Regions from separate parts of the Triticum aestivum genome. Here region 1 is linked to region 2. The links are chromatin contacts, called in public HiCAR-type maps. All regions are on one chromosome and are shown on one strand. The core of a region is the stretch at or near the end of the contact, and the rest is flanking DNA. Distances in the headings are between cores, read along the strand shown.

Region 1 (3,479 bases), core at 793-3,292, 330 kb after region 2:
ACTTGCTCTTATTTTTAGGCTGGTCATAATGGGAGTATCATAGCTAGTATCATGCATGTCAACTAGGCAATTTAGATGAGGTGACATAGAATTAAATAAAGAAAGAGAGGGTTGGGTATCATATCATGATACCATATCATAATAAATGCAATACTACTATGTGTCATGCATGGCAATAAATAAATTCATCTATGATACTATGCATTAGATAGTATCATAAAGTAGTATCATATGCATGATACTAACTTATGACACTACCCATTACAAGCAGCCTTAGGCTAAGGCCAACTCCACCGCGCGACCCCATCCCGTCTGGCCCCGTCTGTTTGGGGTAAAAGGGACAGACCAGACGGCCCAGCGCGCGACGGCCTAGACCCATCAGGTCCGTTTTGTGTCCGGGCCGATCCATTTCGAGCGCAAACATGCGTCGGGTTTGGGTCGCGGCGGACAGCGAGCTGACGCGTCGAACATCCGCGTTGGGGCCGCGTGGCAGGCGGCCACCTACCTCTCACCCGCCAACATCAATGCGCACGCGCGGGTGGCCCCACCTGCATCCGCCCAGCGAACGGTCGCCGTCCTTCTTAAATGGGAAGCCGTGGACCCGTCGCCGTCCACACTTCCCACTCCGGCCCTCTCTGCCCCCTCGAAACCCGACACGTCCCAAACCCTAGCCGCTCCCCGTCCTCGAACTCGCCGGCCGGCCGCCTCGCAGCCATGGGGCTATGGAACCACGACCGCAAGGGAAGCACGACCACGAGGCCGGCTTCTCCTCGGGACGCCGCCGCGGCTCCGTGAAAGAGGAGGCCGCATCGCCGCCGCGCACCTCCCGTCGGGCCCCCGCGCCTGCCCCATTCACCATCGCCCCTAGGGCCGCCGGCGAGCGCGACCGGCAGTACCTCAACGCCGACGTATGCCGACGTTATTGGGAGACGCGGACGCCTGTCCCGTGGAGCGACGTCCACCTCCCCAACAACTGGCACCTCTCCGTCGACCGGGTCCCGATCCCGCCGGTCCCGATGAGCGGTCGTGCACGCCGCGATGAGATCGAGCGCCGCCGCCGCCTCCTCCCCGACGACCTCTACTACAACGATAGGTACGTCCCCGACTCCGTGCTCTGGGACACGTGGCTCCAGGACGAGCACGACGTGCGGCGCGCTTCCTACTTCGTCGGCACGGCGTCGGGGCCGCAGCGGCCACGTCGGGAGGTGCGCGGGCGTACGCGGGTGTGCGGCCTCACGCCCACGCCGTCGCCTTCCCATCTCTGTCGCCACCTCCACCTCCTCGCATGACAGCGGAGGAGGAGGCCCGGCTCATGCAACGTGTCATGGAGGACTCCATGAACACGCACGATGAGCGTCAATGGCCGGGCCTCGAGGAGACGATGGCCCTCTCTGCGGCCGGCGACGTCGCCATCCCCGAGCTGGAGATGGTGACGGCGGAGGAGGTGATGGAGGAGGCGTCGGTGGCCGCATTCCACCCGGGCCTGGTGGGCCAGCAGTGGAGCTGGTCGTGCACGGCTCCGGAGATGGCCGACGATGTGGGGCATGAACTGGTGCCCCACGCCGCCGCGGTCACCGGAGCGGGACGCGTCGCCACGGGAGGAGGTGGTGTAGGCACCCGCCGCGTTCCAGCCCGCCCCCGCGTACCACGGACCGCCGGCCCACCTCTGGACGCCGCCGGACTACGTCGACCTCGTCAGCAACGATGACGACACCGACGGTCACTGAAGACGGCGACAGCCACGACATCAACGGGCATTGAAGACGGCGGGCCGCGTTTTTTATTTTGTTTTATGTTAATTATGGCAATGTAACCGTGAAACTGGGCCGTTTTGTGGCCGTGAACCCTAACTTATGTTTTATGTTTTTTATTTGCGTTTATTTTACTTTTTAGGCATTTTATTTAAGTTTTCTATTTATCTTAATCACATCCAACACGTACATGATTTGGGAGTCGTGCGATGGAGTCGGCGTAAGCAACTTGGACCAGTAAATGCATATGCGGCAGTCTTCAAGTCTACGAACGACGAGGAAAGAGAGCCGCGACACCCGGTCCAGTCCAATCCAAGTCCAAGGTGTGCGAAATTTCGGCAAGCTGCCAAAAACTCCTCTTGCCGGCGCCCGTCCGGCCGCCCCACACAAGCCACGAAATTCTCGCCCGCTTAGCCACACAGCCAGCGGTCGGCGACGCACTCGAAGCAGCGCGCGCAAGCTACCCCCAAACCCACCGGATAATCATCCCTTGCGCCGGCCACGAGCGCGAGAGAAGCAGCGGCAGCGATGGAGCCGGAGGGGGTGCGGCACCGGATGGTGGAGGTGGCCAAGGGGGTGCGGCTGCACGTGGCGGAGGCGGGGCCCGAGGACGGCCCCGCGGTGCTGCTCGTGCACGGCTTCCCGGACCTCTGGTACGGCTGGCGCCACCAGATGGCCGCCCTGGCGGCCCGGGGCTTCCGCGCCGTCGCGCCTGACATGCGCGGCTACGGCGACTCCGACGCCCCGCCCTCCGCGGGCTCCTACTCCATCTTCCACCTCGTCGGCGACCTCGTGGCCCTCATCGCCGACCTCGCTCAGCCCCAGGTCTTAGCATCGAACCCGTTCGCCCTTCGAGATCCCCCACGCCGGCCATGCTCCTTGCTAAGATTGCTGTTTCATTCTCGGGCTCGCGTGGCAGGTGTTCGTGGTTGGACACGACTGGGGCGCACTCGTGGCATGGCAGCTCTGCCTGCTCCGGCCGGACCTTGTGCGGGCGCTCGTTAACCTCAGCGTGGCCTACCACCCGCGCAGCTCCGAGGGGAGCCCGCTCCAGGTCATCAGGGCCTTGTGCGGGGAAGACCACTACATGTGCCGTTTCCAGGTGGAGCCCTTCATCTCCTTTCTGTCCTGCTTATGGCAAACATAATCAATGTCATTATGAGTTGTGTTCATCTGTCCTGACGACTTTATTGGATAGGGGTCTGTTTACTGGTCGTGGCAAAACAATTGAACCGGTTCATAGTTGTTGGCATAATTTCGTGTGTTAGACGATTGTCTTCATGGTGGGCTGTTCGTGATGCTTACCAAGGGATCGAACCAAACAAGATTATTCGAACTTCGGAATTCCAGATAGATAACAATGGAGAAATGGTAATAAACAAGAAATATCGGTATATTAGATTGGAGGTTGAGTAGTGTTTTTTTTTCTCCAATACGCCTGGGAGCGTATCATTGCATTGAGTAGTGTTTTTCACTAAGGAAATTGAGTTATTGGTTCAATTGAAATTGGATACTTCGTATTGTCTTTTTTGAAGCTGGTAACTTAACATTATCGCATTCCTGAGATACATAGTAGGTAAAACCATTGTTTCTTGAAATATGCCAAATTTACTTGTTGAAGCTTTATTTTCTATGCAATTACACCTATGTCCTTATCAGGTTAAGAACCCGAGTACCTTAAGTACTATAAATCTTCAGTAACAAACTTTAGTTCTTATTGACATTGTG
Region 2 (3,024 bases), core at 518-3,017:
AGAAGCACATATGAAAGAGCAAATACATCCAAAATAATAAAGCCACAGAGGAATGAAGATGCAAAGATGGAAAACAAATATCAAGTGGAATACCATATATAAGAAATTTGGCTACCACATTTGATCTTTATATTCATGATTCCAGGAATTACTGGCATATTTTGTCATGGAGAGTATGGCACCATGCTAAAAACAATCATGACCACAAATGTCAAGAATGAAGGAAAACATTAGTAGTTATCTGCCAAAGGAGCCTAATTTATTAGCACGTCAGTACAAGACAACTCATATTTGAATACCAAATTGTATTTGAGGATTCCTGTCAAAATACATGAATTGGACAGGTTAATTACCATAACTAAACTCCAAAAGCACAATTGCTTTCTTATGTACTTGCAGAGTGCAAACAGCAAAATAAATTACAGTTCCAGGTTCTGTTTAAGGGACAACGTTACAACAGAACAGATAGTAAGAATCGGCTAGAAAATATTTATTCATTTATTTAAGTTTCTATTATTAATGAACAAAAAATAACATCCAAGCTGAAGTATATGACTAAGAAAAGATGTAAAATCTACACGGTATCACTCATTTCCATGCTCGGACAAAAGGAGGGAAAACAGTACATAAATGCTTCTAAGTTCTAACAATAAAGGAAATATCAAACAGAAATATGTAAGTAGATCAAAGGGATAGACGCATACGGTGGCTTCAAGACGATGATCCGCCTCACTAGCTTGCTTAAGCTTCTCCGATGTATCCTTCACCAGTTGTGTTATGTGTGCTCGTGTCTTGTGTCTGCAAGCAACAGAACTGGTAGTTAGATGGCCTATCGTAGCAATTTGAACAAGAAAGTAAATGCTACCAAAAGAAGGTTAATCAAACGTTTAATAAAGTTAAAAAATATTAAGGGCTATAACACAGCATGACCAAGTTATAAATGATATAAATCACATCAATTTCAGAAGAAAGGGCGCTAAAACATTTCATTTGGTGTCACTGATGATGGGTCAATTCATGTATAGCACATACGGCCTCACCCGGTGATTCACCGAATTAACCTATGCGCGAAGGTTCAGCCAAGGGATGGGCAATTTGACGCCCTGCGCAGTAGGCGAAAAAAAAGGGTTGCAATAAGCCCTAGGCAATCTCTTCTCTGGCATAAAAGATAGTGATTGTTCGCACGCATCCACCAAACAAACATAACCTAAATCGGGATCAGAAATCGAGCCGCGGGATTCTCCTCCAATCCCGCGCACGCTTCGGAAATCGTCACAGCGCCCAACCCGTGATTGCCAAATTCACTCCCTCAGCCGAACCAAAACGATCCTGGAAACGAGGGGAGGGGGGTAGGTAGGGTGAAACGGCGGCTCACATCCTGTCGCGGAGGTCGGGGGTGTCCTTGGGCGTGCCGAGCGTGTTGACGAGGCGCTGGAAGGTGGCGACCGCCGTGTTGATCTGGAAGACGCCCGACGCGACGGCCTGCGACGAGCCGGCGCCGGCCCCCGCCGCCCGGCCGTTCCTCCGCGGCGTCCCGCGGACGCCGTTCCCGGCCTCCAGGTCCTGGAAGCTCATCCCGCCCCCCGCGAATCGACCGATCGGCGGCCGGCTACGGGCGACTCGACGAAATTCCGGGGAGGATTTTGTGGAGGAAGAGGTCGTGGCCGGCCGAAAAGGGGGATTGGTGGGGGCGGGGCTGCTCCGGTGTCACGGTTCGGTTTCGTCTCGTGGAGTTTAATTGGAGATTCCGGGATACGTACTACACTCGTGGGGTAGAGGGAGCCAAGGGAGGTAATTATGCTGTGCTGGTGTTGGGGCCAGGCCAGGTCAGGAGGGAGCTGGTTTTGTCGGGGCGCGTACGCGGCGTGATTCGCACACGGTCGCACACGCCGGCTAGAGGAGCGGGTGGGTCTGCCGATAAACGGGTCGCGGTTAATTAAATATTCTTTTTTAGCAGACACACATTTTTTACACAGAACAGACGCAAGCGCTTGCCTATGAACGCATGGCAAAAAAAAATTCTCTCTTAACCCAGAACAGACGCAAGCGTTGTGGTTTTGAAACGTTTGCGTTCATAGCGAACAAGTTGTTTTGTACACATGGCAAAGAAAAGAAACTTTCTCTCTTAATCCTATGGCAAATTCATTATATTTTTTGTCTTCTAAACATGCAATTTTAGGGCCTTTTTGTAATGCTCCCATGGCAATTTTTATCACTTATTCGCATCAATTTTTTTATTAGGAGCATGGCCTTTTAATTATAGAGCGTGACAAATTTTAGTCTTAAGAGCATGGCATATTTATTTATTTATTATCATGGAAAAATCTTGCATGTGATTTTTATGTTTTCGGAAATGAAATATAAAGCATGGCAAATTATGTATTTTTTAACACTCGATTTCCATGAGCCTTATTTTTCTTAATAGCATGGCAAATTATGAACTGGTCATGGTAAAACTTCAGTGAAAACTTTTTCTTATAAATTAGGGAATGGCAATTGTAAATCTATGTTTTTCTCTGTCTTTTTTGTAGAAGTAAAAAATTGGTTTCCCCTAAAAAATGATTTTTCTATTGATGGCAATTTTTATATAAAAATCAGCTAATTGGGCCTTTGGCCAACCGAGAGGCGGTTGGGGTCGAGCTGGACCCCCACTGGAGCGAACGCTCGAGTGAGAGTGTTTCGTTTGCTGGTTCGATCCTCCCCCAAGTGAACAAATCATTCGCTAGGGGAAACGTACTCAGCTGGCGACCGCCAGATATTAGGGTCCTTTTCTTTTGAGTTGGGATCTCTCTTTTAACTATCTGCTGTTAGGAAGCGATGTCATTTGGATCGAATTGTTTTGTCTTGTATAGTATGATCTTAATTTATAAGAAAAACTTTAAACTAATAATAACATATGTAGGAACGTTGGAATGATTTTAGAATTAGCTTTGAGCCTTTGACCTCATCGAAACTATTTTGTATGTTGTACATGAGCATGTTTATCTCCCCGTTTCAACTATATTCAAGCAGTTTTTTCTCCTA

The links. HiCAR-type assays count read pairs that join an accessible place to other places.
Region 1: a contact with region 2 is called in a HiCAR-type map of leaf, with 3 times the contacts expected there. The contact joins the promoter of LOC123078051 here to the promoter of LOC123078049 in region 2. A contact is called at or near these places in 1 of 5 Hi-C or Micro-C datasets (leaf) and 1 of 1 datasets of contacts at active chromatin or transcription factors (leaf).

The regions. Positions count from the first base shown.
Region 1 is chr3D:163,443,432-163,446,910 of IWGSC CS RefSeq v2.1, forward strand. LOC123078051 (epoxide hydrolase A) reads left to right here and starts at 2,043. Exons shown (of 4, transcript XM_044500439.1): 1 at 2,043-2,576; 2 at 2,671-2,853. The coding sequence starts at 2,280.
Region 2 is chr3D:163,114,486-163,117,509 of IWGSC CS RefSeq v2.1, forward strand. LOC123078049 (syntaxin-22) reads right to left here and starts at 1,768. Exons shown (of 7, transcript XM_044500438.1): 1 at 1,376-1,768; 2 at 705-798. The coding sequence starts at 1,575.